2 separate regions of the Mus musculus genome follow, and region 1 is linked to region 2. The links are chromatin contacts, called in public Hi-C maps. All regions are on one chromosome and are shown on one strand. The core of a region is the stretch at or near the end of the contact, and the rest is flanking DNA. Distances in the headings are between cores, read along the strand shown. Region 1 has its middle 12 kb from the start of 1700027F06Rik. Region 2 overlaps Vmn2r27 (vomeronasal 2, receptor27).

Region 1 (6,974 bases), core at 1,536-4,035, 170 kb after region 2:
TGGCTCTCATCTCTTCTTCACCGTTCATGTCCGTCTTTAAGAACATTCCTTCCCTGGCCGATGGCCAAGCAGTGTAATGGCAATGTGGAGTGGGAGTCCTCCTGTGCAGTTCAGAGAGTGATCTGCCCTTGGGGGCCCATGTGAGGAAAGGGCATAGCTTTGTATGGAAGATAAACTGAGAGAATGGGGCTTTGAGAAACCGTGGTCTTAGTCATCTGGGAGAGTTCTGGCCTTGGGGGACCATTCTGAAAGAAATAGAATGCTAGGTTGACTATTGTAAACTCTACGTTTTCACTCTGACACTTGTGTGACACCCTTGTGATCCCTGTCCACAACTGTTCTAACCGTTTCAGATCCATGTTAAGGTTTAGCTATTGTGACAATATTTCTCAAACTTAAAAAAAAAATGTTAAAAAACTGAAAGGTAGTGAATAATGTCAAACTATTATTTCTCTGAAACATTGGCATGTGCTGAGTGTTTTGTTTGGAGTAGGTAATGTAATACAGTTTTGAATTTGGTACATTTAACAATTAACCTAGGATGCTTTCAAGTATAGACTCTGGGGGGGGGCTATATTTGAAGGGACCACAGAGTTTGCACAGCCCCATAAAGTAAATAATACAGAATTTTCTCAAGGCTTTTGGAATCCTAGGAACAACTCTAGCCCATCTCCTTGCTTTGCACCTTGGACCCTTGTCTCCTCTTAGTGGATGGAAGACCAATGGCCCAGAATACAGTTACAAAAATGAAGGATATTTTGTACATTACAGAAATGAGGAACTGATTCTACAGTTCCTCCATAGCTTCACGCCTGTGCAGTGGATGATCTGGGTATGCCCAAGGTTGCTGTCAAGGGAACGGAACTTGGTGGCTAAGTAGCACCCTGCTCCTGGCTCGCTGCTCTGCAGTGGCTGTATTGAAAATATGAATTGTGTTTGAACAAGAGGCTCTACTAATTCTTATTACTAGGAAGATAGCATTTGAGCTATCCAGTGCCAGTTCTTCCTTGGAAGACAAAATTTGAAGAGGTTCATCACTTCCTGTTTTAAGCACAATGGCCTTACCCTGTCATCTGTTATTTCTAGATTATTTTGGAGAGGATGTGAAAACATTGGAGTTTGAGGTTCCCAGTTATAACAGTCGCGTGGTTTATGAAAAAAAATATTTGGGCCTAATTCAGGATGAAAGAAAAACAAAATGAGAAATGCAACTTAAAAACATCATTGATTTCGATCTGCTCAGAGTCTGGTACTCTATAAAGTCTTAGGAGTGCTCTGAGAAGCATGAGGTCTCTTGAAGCAGGCTTTGGGGTGGAGGGTGCACTCCATAGCTCTTCACAGCCAAAGCAGGCCTAATTACATACTTTACAGGCCCCCAGCCAAAGAGGAAATGTGGGATTCCTTGCTGCTCATTTATTGCCATTCTCAAGGGAGATCTGGAATATTCCCTGTAACGTGGGGTCCCTTTAAGCATAGTTTGTGTTTCTTGTTTAAATGTATGTTTAATGTTATATAGACACTAGCCTAGTTGCTTCTTTTTGCCTTGCCCACATTTTTCATGGTTCCCTGAGACTATCTGGCAGCTTGGTCTTATTAAATAGAATGAGGCTCTAAAATTCCTATTTCTATTTGTTTTTCACACTGCTCAGAAGAAGAAGAAGATCTGGGAAACGAGAAACTTCTGCAGGAGGAAGAGAAGCCCTATGTTCAGGTTGCTGAGTTCAGAGAGTCTAGGATCTCACTGGAGGAGAAATCCATGTGCCTGTACTGACAAGCTATACTACGGTCCAGGCTAGAAGTTCAGAGACTGCCATAGTGGTACTAGGATAGGACCATGACACATTGTGTTCCCCTTTTACATAAGTTCTCCAATAATAAACACTTTGGTCCTACTCACCAGGTGTCTGTCATTGAACTGCTTTGTGAGCAGCTAGAGATATGATCTCACAGCACTGATAATACATCCACCTTTATCCTAGATTATCACAGGAGAAACCCTGGTGAGTGGCTTGTGCTCAGACAGAGAGAAATGTTGGGTCCAGATTAGCTCAAAGTTAAGTCAGTCAAGCATGCCCAAAACGGGCTGGGTTCTTATATTTAGCTTACTGGATACTTTCCAATAACTTGTTTTATCCCGTGGGAAAAGATGAAGATGTGATAGAACCTCGTTGATAAAAATCAAATTAATCTAAAAAGTTGGGAAAAAAAACAACTTTTGAGAGACATAATAGAAATAGGAAGATGGAGAAACCCACTGGAAAGTATGTGATGTATGGTGCAGAGATCTGAACAGTTTGAAAGAATGACTTCCCTGTCAGGGGTACACAGAGGTGACCGGAAGTAAGCCAGTGAAGCTCTTTCTCCCACAGAGGCAAAGTAGAAAGTTGTCCTACTCCCGATCTTATGCTTTGCCCACAGGTAAAAAGTCAGATAAAAAAAGATTATGTCTTCTCCAGTCACTGACTAGCCAATATTTCTCCTTGATTCTCATATCTGAGGTATCTCGTGCTCCAAGCTGACCACACTCAAAACCAGGTCTGTGCATTCAGCCTGTTGGAGTCAGAGCCTGAACTTTGCTCCAGCACGCACAGCAGAGCCTTCAGCAGAACAGCCCGCAGAGCTTCCGCATATAAACAGAAGGGTTTGCAGTTCCGAACAGGAACCTGTCCACAGCCAGTTTACTAATAGAATATAATCCAAACTCTAGCAGTTAGACATTGGCTGGCCTGCTACAACACAGTAGAATCAGGGCTAACCGCCTTTTCCTGAATGCGAAGGCAGCTGCTGTAGTCTCTGGGCGTTGCCAGTTTCCTTCCCCTCACAAACCACAGCAGTTAAAGCGAGCACTGGCTACCAAGGAGCAGGGAAGCTCGCCACATCCTTGCTAGTGTCTGATAAACACATTGCAGAGGAGGCCTTGTGATCTCCACTTGTCGGGGAGAGCGTTCTGTGCTATCTTAGATTTCTCTCAAAAATGTAGTTATCTACAGAATTTACTAAACTAGCCGGCTCACCACTGGCCTGTCCAGAGGTGAAGGGGCACGGGAAATAGGAAATTTCAACTGCGTGTATCAATAATGGTATTTCATGTAACAACTCAGAAATGACCACATCTGGTCGTGGTGGAGTACACCTCTGATCCTAGTGAAGGGGGGCAGAGGCAGGCAGATTTCTATGAGTTCCAAACCAAACTGGTCTACAAAGTAAATTTCAGGCCAGCCAACACTACTTAATGAGACCCTGTCTCAGAAAAGGAAAAAAAAAAAAAAAAAAAAAAACCACACACACACACACACAAATGGCTTTGTGTATTCTCAAAATATGCCTTTCTTCTAACTGGGGTAGTTTGTTTTTGAACCACAATTCCCTATTCCCACCAAAACAGTAAACTCTCCAGACCCAAAATCAACTGCAAAGAACTAGGAGCATCCAGGGAACTGACTGAAACCCTGGGAGTCTGATCCTGAAGGTGACGCGGGAGCCTCAATGGACCTCAGTGGATGGCAGGAAGTGGGGCAGGGACTGGTGAAGGGCTTTGGCATGGCAAGAGGATGCAGAGAGAAAAAGCAAAGAGGTGAGCAGGGCCATGTTCCTTATCTCCTCATTTCATTCCACCATCTGGGCCAAAGCTACAAAACGGGTGCCGTCAACCTAGGCTGCTTGCTCTGCTCCTACCCCCGGCAAAGAAGTACAAACACTACTCAAGGGTCATAGAGAACATTTTAAAAGTTGGGTGGATATCATGGAAGAACAAGTGGTTTGGAATATCAGTTTCCTGGAAAGATGAAGGGAAAGAATAAAAAAGGAAGGAAGGAAGGGAGGGGGGGGGAGGGAGGGAGGGGGAGGGAGGGAGGGAGAGAGAGAGAGAGAGAGAGAGAGAGAGAGAGAGAGAGAGAGAGAGAGAGAGAGAGAGAGAAAGCACCACATCGAAGAAGAGCTGAAGGTGTCAGGTGCGCTTCGGGCGCCTTGGGAGACCAGGAGACAGAGGGTGTCAGATGGCTGTGCTTAGCTGACTCTTTCTTCCGTTTGATTCAGTCTGGAACTCCAGGCCCATGGAGTGGTTCGTCTCCAGTTCAGGGTGGGTTAAACCTCTCAAGAGACACCTTCACAGACACACCCAGAATTGTGTCTCCTAGGTGAGCCCAAACCCAGTCAGGCTGACACAAACCAAGTTCATATAGCTTCAGAGCTATCAAGTTTTTGATCTTTCAAAAAAAAAAAACAAACAAACAAAGCTGTTTCTTTTTCCTTACAACTTTTCTAGTCTCTAGCTCTCTGTGCTATTACTTCTGTCTCTGAGGTAATGGACTCTAATTCCTGCTCACCTAAAACCTGAAGTAACACTGTTATTCTGAGTTTTTTTTTCAAGGTTCTTACTGTACACATGAGTGGTCAAACTCCCTCTCAGGCCTGTTGGCACTGAGTTCCACAAGCTTTGATATAACATCTAATTTGTTTAGGCTCCGTTGTTTCTGAGTGTGCTATTTGATTTTTACAACTCAGACCTCTGGTTCCAATTCCTAACTGTATCTCACTGGAGTTTAAAACACTTTCCCTGCTTGCACACAGGTGCTACGTGCAAAGACCCTTGAAGAGCCCTGAAACTGTGGACAGTACAGAACTCTGCAGAAACTGCACTTCTTTTCAAAGCTGCCAGGCTCTGAAAGGCGCCTCTGGCTGATCCACACAGCTGTCTCATGCTTCTCTGTGTGTGGTCAGAAGACTTTTCTTGGCACCAGTGTTGGTTCCGAAGTCCAGAATGACTTCTTGCACCTAGTCTAAGGGTAGAAAAATGGACCTTTGTTTGTATCTGGGAAGCTTATCTGCTTGCACTCCATCTCAGAAGCAATGAGCATGTGCCTGTGCCCAGAGGGCAAAGGCCAGTGTTCCACGGCTGGCAACTTGGGAGATGGACAAGCTCCAAATGCATACATTCCCAAGACATTCGAGTAATCCTAACCCACACAGGGGTCACCCACACAAAAGCCAGCCCCTATGAGAACATTCTAATGAAATCCTACAGATCCCAGGTGAGTTGCCAGTTTGGAAGAGCTGAGGTCTTCACACCCAGGGGACTTCATACCCACTCACAATCTCATCTTCATGGGCCTCTTCTGGGTGCTTATCAGAGACATTGAAGGTAGCACAGGAAACCACATAGAATCCTTTGTGACACAAAAAATCAAGAAGGGATCAGAAACTGCTTAGGGAGACACACAGAGCCCTGTCTTCTCCTCAACTTACAAGAAGAAAACACTGGAAGATGGAGGGACAATGTTCACAAAATGCCTGTAGCAAATATTCTTAGCAATATTATTTCATACAATTGAATACTACCAGAAATGGGAAGAATAACTACTGATACATCCGAGAATCTACATAGGCCTCGAGATTATTGCATTTAACCAAATAAAGGTCTACGCTGAGGGTTGCATATGCCGCAGTGCCATTTACATCACACTCTTGAGACAGCAACACTGTGGGGTGGGGATGAGTTTTCAGTGGCAGGTGACAGAGCAGGTTAGCGGCAGAGTAGGAGAATGGGTGCGAGTGGGTGTTTCTTCTGTGGTGCTTATTTCTAACTCTAGATTCAGATTGTTGGCTAAAAGAATCTCAATGGGCCGGGTGTGGTGGTGCACGCCTTTAATCCCAGCACTTGGGAGGCAGAGGCAGGCGGATTTCTGAGCCAGCCTGGTCTACAAAGTGAGTTCCAGGACAGCCAGGGCTATACAGAGAAACCCTGTCTCGAAAAACCAAAATAAATAAGTAAGTAAATAAATAAATAAAAAGAATCTCAATGGAAGACCAAGCAAGCCCATGGTGACATGTGTGCATGTGTGTGCAAGCATGCAAAGACAAAGGCTGCTTAAAGGAAAGTGAGCACTGTATTAGGTCTGTGGCTTAGTTAATGGTGACAGGCCAGTGCTAACTCCCAACTTGGGTTGCCACAGCTGTATTCAGTGGAGCTCTACAGGAGAAACAGCAGACCTCTCTTTGATAGTTGATTAACCTCTCTTTGTCCCATGAGTCTATAATTAAAATTAAAAGTTCTCTTACAAAAGTCACTCAGACTGTCAGACCTGATAACTCAAGAGCGATTTCCATCAATAACACTGATGCTCTAAAGACACATAGATTAGCAGGCACCATCCTTCCCTCAAAGAGCCAATAACACAATGGTATTATGTGAAACCCATCTTCACTAAAAGCCAGGGGTTGAACTCAGAAAGACAATGTGCAGCGTAGGAACTTAGGCCAAAGCATCACTTGATATCAGACATTAAAGGGATACAAATAGGAAAAATCAAATCACTCCCATTTGCAGATGATATGTCATGCATAAGAAACTCCTGAATAATTCGCCAGAAAACTTCTAGAAATGACCAATAAAATTAACTTAGAAAATCAACAGTCTTTCTAGATACCAACAACAAGCTGAGAAAGATAACGTTGAATATACTCCACTCATAATCTCAAAAAATAGAAATTAACCATGCACTATACCCAGTTACATACCTGGGCCTGTGTTCCTAACCAGACCTTCATACCAGAAGAATCTTTGGGAGAAAGTGGACTGGAATAAGTCTCTTAGTGGATCCTTAGGTCATTTGGCGCCATCTGCTGTTGATCTAGGGTTGGCGGGCCCCCCTACTGATACTTTTCCTTCCTCTTACTTCAACGTACCTGTTTTCTACTCTCCTGGTGAATAATTCTCTTAGAATGTTAAGTTACTCTCATTTACACTAAAACGTGATTCGAATTTGCTAATTAAAATGATGAGCGAGAAGCGGACAATGATAATAATTATGATTGACGACGATGTCGACGACTGATTGGTGGTTGTGGTGAGGATGAGAAGACCACCACAGACAAATATGCTACCCTGGCTCCCAGGCCAGAGAGTGTCCGTGCTCTTTGAGTTCTTTGAGTTCTAGAGGTCATCTGACACCATGCTTACTTCTGACACACTTCAA
Region 2 (6,565 bases), core at 3,631-6,130:
CCATGCTTTTAAAGATTATGAAGCTAAAGTATCTGTTTCTCTCTCTCTCTCTATCTCTATCTCTCTCCCACCTCTCTCTCTCTCTCTCTCGATTTATTTTATTTCATTGATCTGTTATTTTTATTTCACTATAATAAATTTCATTATAGTTAATATTAATACAATTTTAAAGTTTGCATATATTTTGATCATGTCCTTCCCCTCCCCTGTGTCTGACCCTCCCCCTCTCTTAACTCAGACAAATTTAAGTTCTTTTTCAAAAAGGAAATTGAAATCCCCAAAACAACAAATCACGCAAAACCTATAAAAACAAACAAACAAACAAACCAAAACAAAAATCTCACCAAACTGTAACCTAACAACTACTCCTAAACTAAAGATCTGACTTGGAGTGATTGATATACCCAGTGTACTCTACTGGAGAAATATTATCTAGTCTCTTAAAGGCCATAGTATTTTTGCACTACTATGTATTACCTCTTTTCATCACATCACAGTTATGCTCATGATGAACAATTCCAACAATAAGGATATGAATGTGCATATAGATTTAAAATTCAAATAGAAAAATAACTGTCACAGGATGTTGATGCACACTGTGAACCCTGAGATCATGCTATTTCCTGGAAAAAAAATCCTTTCTATTTGCAGTATGGCTCAGGCCTAGAATATACCCTTAATCCCAAATAAAGAAGGTAGAGTTAGTTTGGAGAATGAAGCACTCATGTTTAAAAATAACTTCTAATTGAGGGGCAGACAAAGTGACAAATCAGTGGAAGATTTGGCAGAATGAGTCAGAGATAGAATAGACCAAACTCTCATAAGAATAGACAGAAAAGAAAGGCAATTTGCTAAATTCCTAGCTCCTACAATCAGGTACCGGGGCGGTGGGGGGGGGGGGGCACACACAGTAACAGATGAAGTACAAAAGCTGAAGATCTCTGGCCATTAACACTCACTTGCTGTTCTGGGGCCCAGAAACTGGTGGCTTCTGATTATCTAATTCTCTCTTGCTATTCTGGAGGTTAAAGGTGAAAGCTTTTGCCAATTAACTTGGTTTTTCTATTCCTAGCCCAAAAGCTGATGACTTCTTGCAATTGACTCCTGCTGATAGCAGCAGAAGAGTAAGAAGAAAAAAAAAAAAAAACTTAGTTACTTGGGCTCTTTAACCATTGACTCAAGGGTCTCATGTTAGCCATGGAAGAAGCTAAAATTTGGTTAACTCTTCCTGAGCCTGTAAAAAAGAAAGAGAGAGAGAGAGAGAGAGAGAGAGAGAGAGAGAGAGAGAGAGAGAGAGAGGAGAGGAGAGGAGAGGAGAGGAGAGGAGAGGAGAGGAGAGGAGAGGAGAGGAGAGGAGAGGAGAGGAGAGGAGAGGAGAGGAGAGGAGAGGAGAGGAGAGGAAAGAAGGAAAGGAAGAAAGAAGGAAAGAAGGAAAGAGGGCAAGAAGGAAGGACATCAGGAACACAGACAGACAAACAGACATTGGGAGAAGCAAAAAGAGGCTATTGCTATTCTAAGCCTTTATTTTGCTTTAAGTTATTTATCATTTTTAGTTACAAAACTCTCCTATATAAGAATAAAATTACCTCATGCATACAATGTTAAACAAATGGGAATTACAGCGAATGGAGACTGTAAGTTCAAAGCACTGTTTCTCTGTATAAGGTCATTATAAGTTTATATGACCTTATTTTTCATAAGGAACACCTGTGGCCTATTTCTTGGATCTATAGTTGAATAAAAATTTTTTACTTGATCATTAATTTGTTCCAAACCTTGCACTATTAGTCCAAGGCACGTGAAGTTTTGTACAACTCTACTTGCAACTTCTATTCTGTAGGGCACTTAAGAACACTTGTATCAATTTAGAAGCTATATAAAACCATGATTAGCAATTAGGAAATCATCAATTCTTCTACCCAGCATTACTACATGAAAGTACATCTTCATATTGATTCCACAGGAAATCTACCCAATAGGATAGGTAAACCACCAGGAAATCATTAAGCTATGTAATAGTGAGAAGAAATAGTGAGAGGAAAGAGAATGGTGAGAGGAAAGAGAAGTAATATCTGAGTCAAAGTCTCAGGGGTCTTTGCCTCTCAGGGTGTACCCATTGCAGTTATCCAGAAGATTTTTGGGCTCTCTCCAGAAATCTTGCTTGCTTGCCATAGTCCTTCCTAAATGGATTCGATCAACCCCTTAGAGAAACAGTGCATGAGTTTTGCAGGGAAGGGAGCACAGTGAGTTTTTCTGGGACAGTTGTACAGAGACAGGTTGCAGAAGGAACAAGCTAAACACAGGAAAAGACAGAAACAGTAAGAATATGAAAAGGAGCCAAAAGATTAGAACATATTTCCACAGGTATAATGAGGCCAAGCAGAGGAAATTCAGTCAGAGACTAGAAGTCAGACTGAACCAGTCAACTTGTAGAAGGGTTTAAGCCTGAAGAGCTGAGTTGAACCAGCAAGCCTGAACTCAGAAAGAGATAGAGAGGGTAAGCTTATTCAGCACTAAGTCTCAAAGGCTGTAAACATTCTAGGCCTAGAATAAATTGTAAGGAGTCTAGAAGCATCTAGAAATAGGGTTTGGTTAGCAGATGGAGGAACTAAGCCTCAGAGATGACAATTAACTTCATGAAAATAAAAGTTATATTTATATTTATTATTATTTATATTTAAATCCTCATTTGCAGAGACTGGTTTTGTCCACATGCCTTTATTTATTTACAAAAGGCAGTTCCACTAGAGCCTTGACATGTATGATCCATCCAGAAAACTGACCAAGATGTTGTTTTTTTTTCTTTTTTTTTTATAGGTAGGCCATGAGTATATCTGTTCATTACAAGGATGAAACCATCTGAATAATTATCCCAAAGTAATTCTTACAGTGATTATGCAGGCAAAAAGTTCTGGTATTCACCATTAGAATGGATGAAGTAAGGGCACTCTCAGACTGATGGCACTCAGCAATCCCTTAACCCTGTTCTCTGAGGAATTCCACTCTGAGAGCAGCACACAGTGATGACTTCAAGAATACTCACCATATTGTGGTATTCACCCCACCTTATAAGTTCTTCATTTAGGGACAAATGCTGAACTCTGTGAGGTTCGAAGACAAATTCACCAACCTTCACATGACCTTCAGTACCGCTCTGCAGAGACTGGTAATTAAAGATGTCAAGTTTGGTTGCTGAACCCTCCTTGTTCACAATGTTCTCCTCATTGGAGAGTCTCACGAACTGGCCATTTTGTAAGAATGGATGGAGCTAAAAGAGAAAATAGTGATCAGAGCTTGCACTGTAAGCACTGAGAAGCACATAAACCTGGCTACTTTAACTGCCCTCTCTTTCTACGAATGTATGTTCCTGTGACTTTCATCAGTGTTCAGTTTATCAAACATTTATCACAGGGCTAATACATGGTAGCAGTAGTGCTCTATGCACACAGTAGCATAGTCATATACTATTTACCAACACTGTCACCACTATTCAAATTTGAAAACTGAACATTTTTCAGTCACTTGGTAATGGAAGGAGGACTCTGTCCACCAGATTCTAATTTTTTATTTTTTGAAAAATAAGAACAATTTGAATGAGGTATGTTAAACTTTTTGCATACTTGTTTTTCAGGGAAAACTGCAATTTTTCACAACTATAAATTATTTAAGAGAGTTCTACTAAAATGAAAATTTCAAATTTTAAAATGTGATTGTTGTAAATAAGGCAGAATGGGAAAGCAGAACACATGTGCTATAGAAATGCATAGAGTCATGTCATAGAGAGCTGCAAAGACGGATGAGAGTCAGAGAGAATAGAATGCGGTAAGTTAACCAAACCTGAAGATGTATGAAGTCACACATAAAGCAAAACTTTGAGCTAGTTACAAAGTAAAACCTAATTTAAAAAGAATTTAAACAGAATTATTACAGTTTATTATCTATTAAAATCCCTGTGGCAGTTAGGAAGATCCCCAAAAGACCCCAAGAGTATGCAGGTTGTGATCATTGCCCTTGGTTATACTAAAAAGCAGATAGTAAGACCCTATTCCTTAAGACACAGCACACCTTTGCTGCAGGACACAGAAGGGAGGCTGGAACTAAGGTGAAAACTTTCTCCCTACTGTCTGTTCTCCTTGTCTGTATTTCTGACCTATTTCTCACTGGCAGGAGCTGAACTGGGGAAGAAAAGTCAGCAGAGGCCTTTCCCAATTGTGGACCATGCACTCTATAATACCAACTTCCCAGACACAATTTGCATACTGGAGAAATACTGACACAACTATTACAAAGATAAGCAACTGCTAAGTGATTGTATTTGAGGACTTCTTTACAAGAGGGACTCACATGTGTTAGTGAAAACTTATTCAACATCCATGTCTGGGGAGATCAGTGGTCCTATGGCAGAGCCAACTTCTTCTGTTTGGCCCAGAAGACACATTATGGAATTGCATCCTGCATATTTACACAAATAGAATACTGCCATTGTCAGATTATATCTAAGAATCTTCTCTTTGCCCAGAATATTACTGTTTGGAAAAAATTAGTATTGAGTGCTAATATTTAAATGTGACAGCCATGTGACTTTTCCCAAAGCACAGGAAACATTGTGAAAGAGGGGATGGAGAGAATGCAAGAGCCAGATGCTGGGTAGGAGATCCATGAAATGTTATCTGTTAGGTGTGAAATGGTAATGGCACTCATGAGCTTGTGGGGGCTAAGTTTGCCTGTATAAGACCAGCAAAAGATTGAGGCCATAAAAATATTTAACCAAAGATGAGGTTGGTGGCTTTTGGGGCCGAGCCACTCACGTGAGCAATGTTAGAAACCAAGTGATTCTAAAGGAGAGGAAATCATTGTCATCAGCCACCCCTTTTCACTTCCCTATTTCACCACCCCTTTTGACTTCCTTCTGCATCAGTAGATAGCTGCATGCTCATGCCCACATGGAAGGCCTTTGGGTCATAAATGCAGCGGGTCATGAAAAAAAAATATGTCCATATATGATAGAGACATAGCGAGAGACTGAGGGATCTGTGAGGATGGAGAGAAAGAAGGGATAGAGGAAGTATGAATGAACAGATGATATTATGTTATTGTAAGCTTATATGTAGCTGTCAAAGAATGCATAATTTTAATAGGGTATATAGGATGGATATTAAAAACAACTAAATCTAACCTCATAATTTAAAATAAAAAAAGCAAATAAACAAATTCTCTGAAAAATAAATGTGAAAAACACCTTTTCCTTAGAGAGGACTATGATTAACACATAAGATTGAATCAGCAAAATTGTCCTCTTAAAGTGAAGGGCAAATAGATGTGACCTGAGATAAAAATACAAAGTAATAATATTTTGATCATGTTCCAGCCTTGTAGTAATGTTAAAGGAAACTTTCAGAGAAATGGAAAATTGTATAAGCTAGAAAATTAAACTGATATAAAGAAAAGAGCAGTAAAGCAGAATGCCATAGTAAAATAGAGCTTTGTATTTTCTTTGTTTATGTAGTAGACTATAATCTGATCAAAACCACAAAGTGGAAATAATACCACATAGCTACATCTTTATATAAATGAAATGCTTGACAGCACAGTTACAACAAATAGGAAAGAGAAAGCAAAAAGGTTGTCGAATGACCCAGCATTGCTGACAAGCAATAATTTTAAGTGTGTCTTGAACATATTAGAAAACCACCAGAATTTTTAATCTATAACTGATATTACATAAGAAAAACTACAATAAAAAATATTCAATTAAATCTAAAGAAGTCAAAAGAATTTTTTTAAAAATTAAAAAAATCAGATAAAGAAAAGATAACAAAGATCAACTGCCCACAAATAGAAAATCCCCACATGATATTCATATTAAAAGATTAATAATCAATTCAAGGTGAGTTCTCTCAATGCATGAATTTGAAACAGAAATGCGTTGGAATAAAACACAATACTCAACCTGACAACAAAAAGCTGCCAATACTTCACTGTGTGCTAGTTAACATGAAATCAACAGGGTTAGTAAGTGTCCCTTTGCTATAGAGGAAGTGTAAGCTTACCACTGCTAGAATACATGGTCCTTAATTCATGCATATTGTGTAGACCTAAGTTGACTCACTGGGCTTAACAAAACAGAGCACATGTAGCTGGGAAGATAGGTGATATGGATGAGGGAGAAAGTGTATGAGAGGAAGCAAGAAGTGGATTAGATAGAAACACATTGTGTGCAAGAAGAAAATACTCAAACAATTGAAAGGAGGAAGAAAGAGACAACAGTGGATTAACAAGGCATGCAGGAGTATACTGTGTTAATACTAATCAAAAGAAAGTTGGACATAGTGTATTAAAGAGAGACAAAGTAGACTTCAGAACAACAAACTTTCAAGAAGTTAAAAAGGACATGAGAACTATAATTACGTTAATTTAAAAAAAAAAAACAAAAGCCCTTCCTGACGGCCCACTGCAGCACCATGGTCCCTGGCCCGGGGGAGTCTCCGGACACCCACAAAGACCCACACAGGATCCGCCACGGGATCCTAAGACCTCTGGTGAGTGGAACACAACTTCTACCAGG

The links. Hi-C and Micro-C count contacts between places; a contact is called where the count stands out from the background.
Region 1: a contact with region 2 is called in a Hi-C map of pre-megakaryocyte-erythroid progenitors, with 5 times the contacts expected there. The contact joins two enhancer-like sites. A contact is called at or near these places in 3 of 484 Hi-C or Micro-C datasets (LSK cells, macrophages and pre-megakaryocyte-erythroid progenitors) and 1 of 115 datasets of contacts at active chromatin or transcription factors (large pre-B cells).

What each region holds. Positions count from the first base shown.
Region 1 is chr6:124,372,911-124,379,884 of GRCm38.p6, forward strand. No RefSeq gene overlaps it. Among named protein-coding and RNA genes, the nearest start is that of 1700027F06Rik, 12 kb to the left of the region's middle. Within about 2 kb of position 2,786, at least 133 of the 459 cell types and tissues checked have an H3K27ac peak or open chromatin away from gene starts, as enhancers often do. A contact at or near this core is called in pre-megakaryocyte-erythroid progenitors, where this site is marked.
Region 2 is chr6:124,197,456-124,204,020 of GRCm38.p6, forward strand. It overlaps Vmn2r27 (vomeronasal 2, receptor27), which reads right to left. Exons shown (of 6, transcript NM_001104642.1): 4 at 3,044-3,268. Among named protein-coding and RNA genes, the nearest start is that of Vmn2r27, 31 kb to the right of the region's middle. Within about 2 kb of position 4,881, at least 35 of the 459 cell types and tissues checked have an H3K27ac peak or open chromatin away from gene starts, as enhancers often do. A contact at or near this core is called in pre-megakaryocyte-erythroid progenitors, where this site is marked.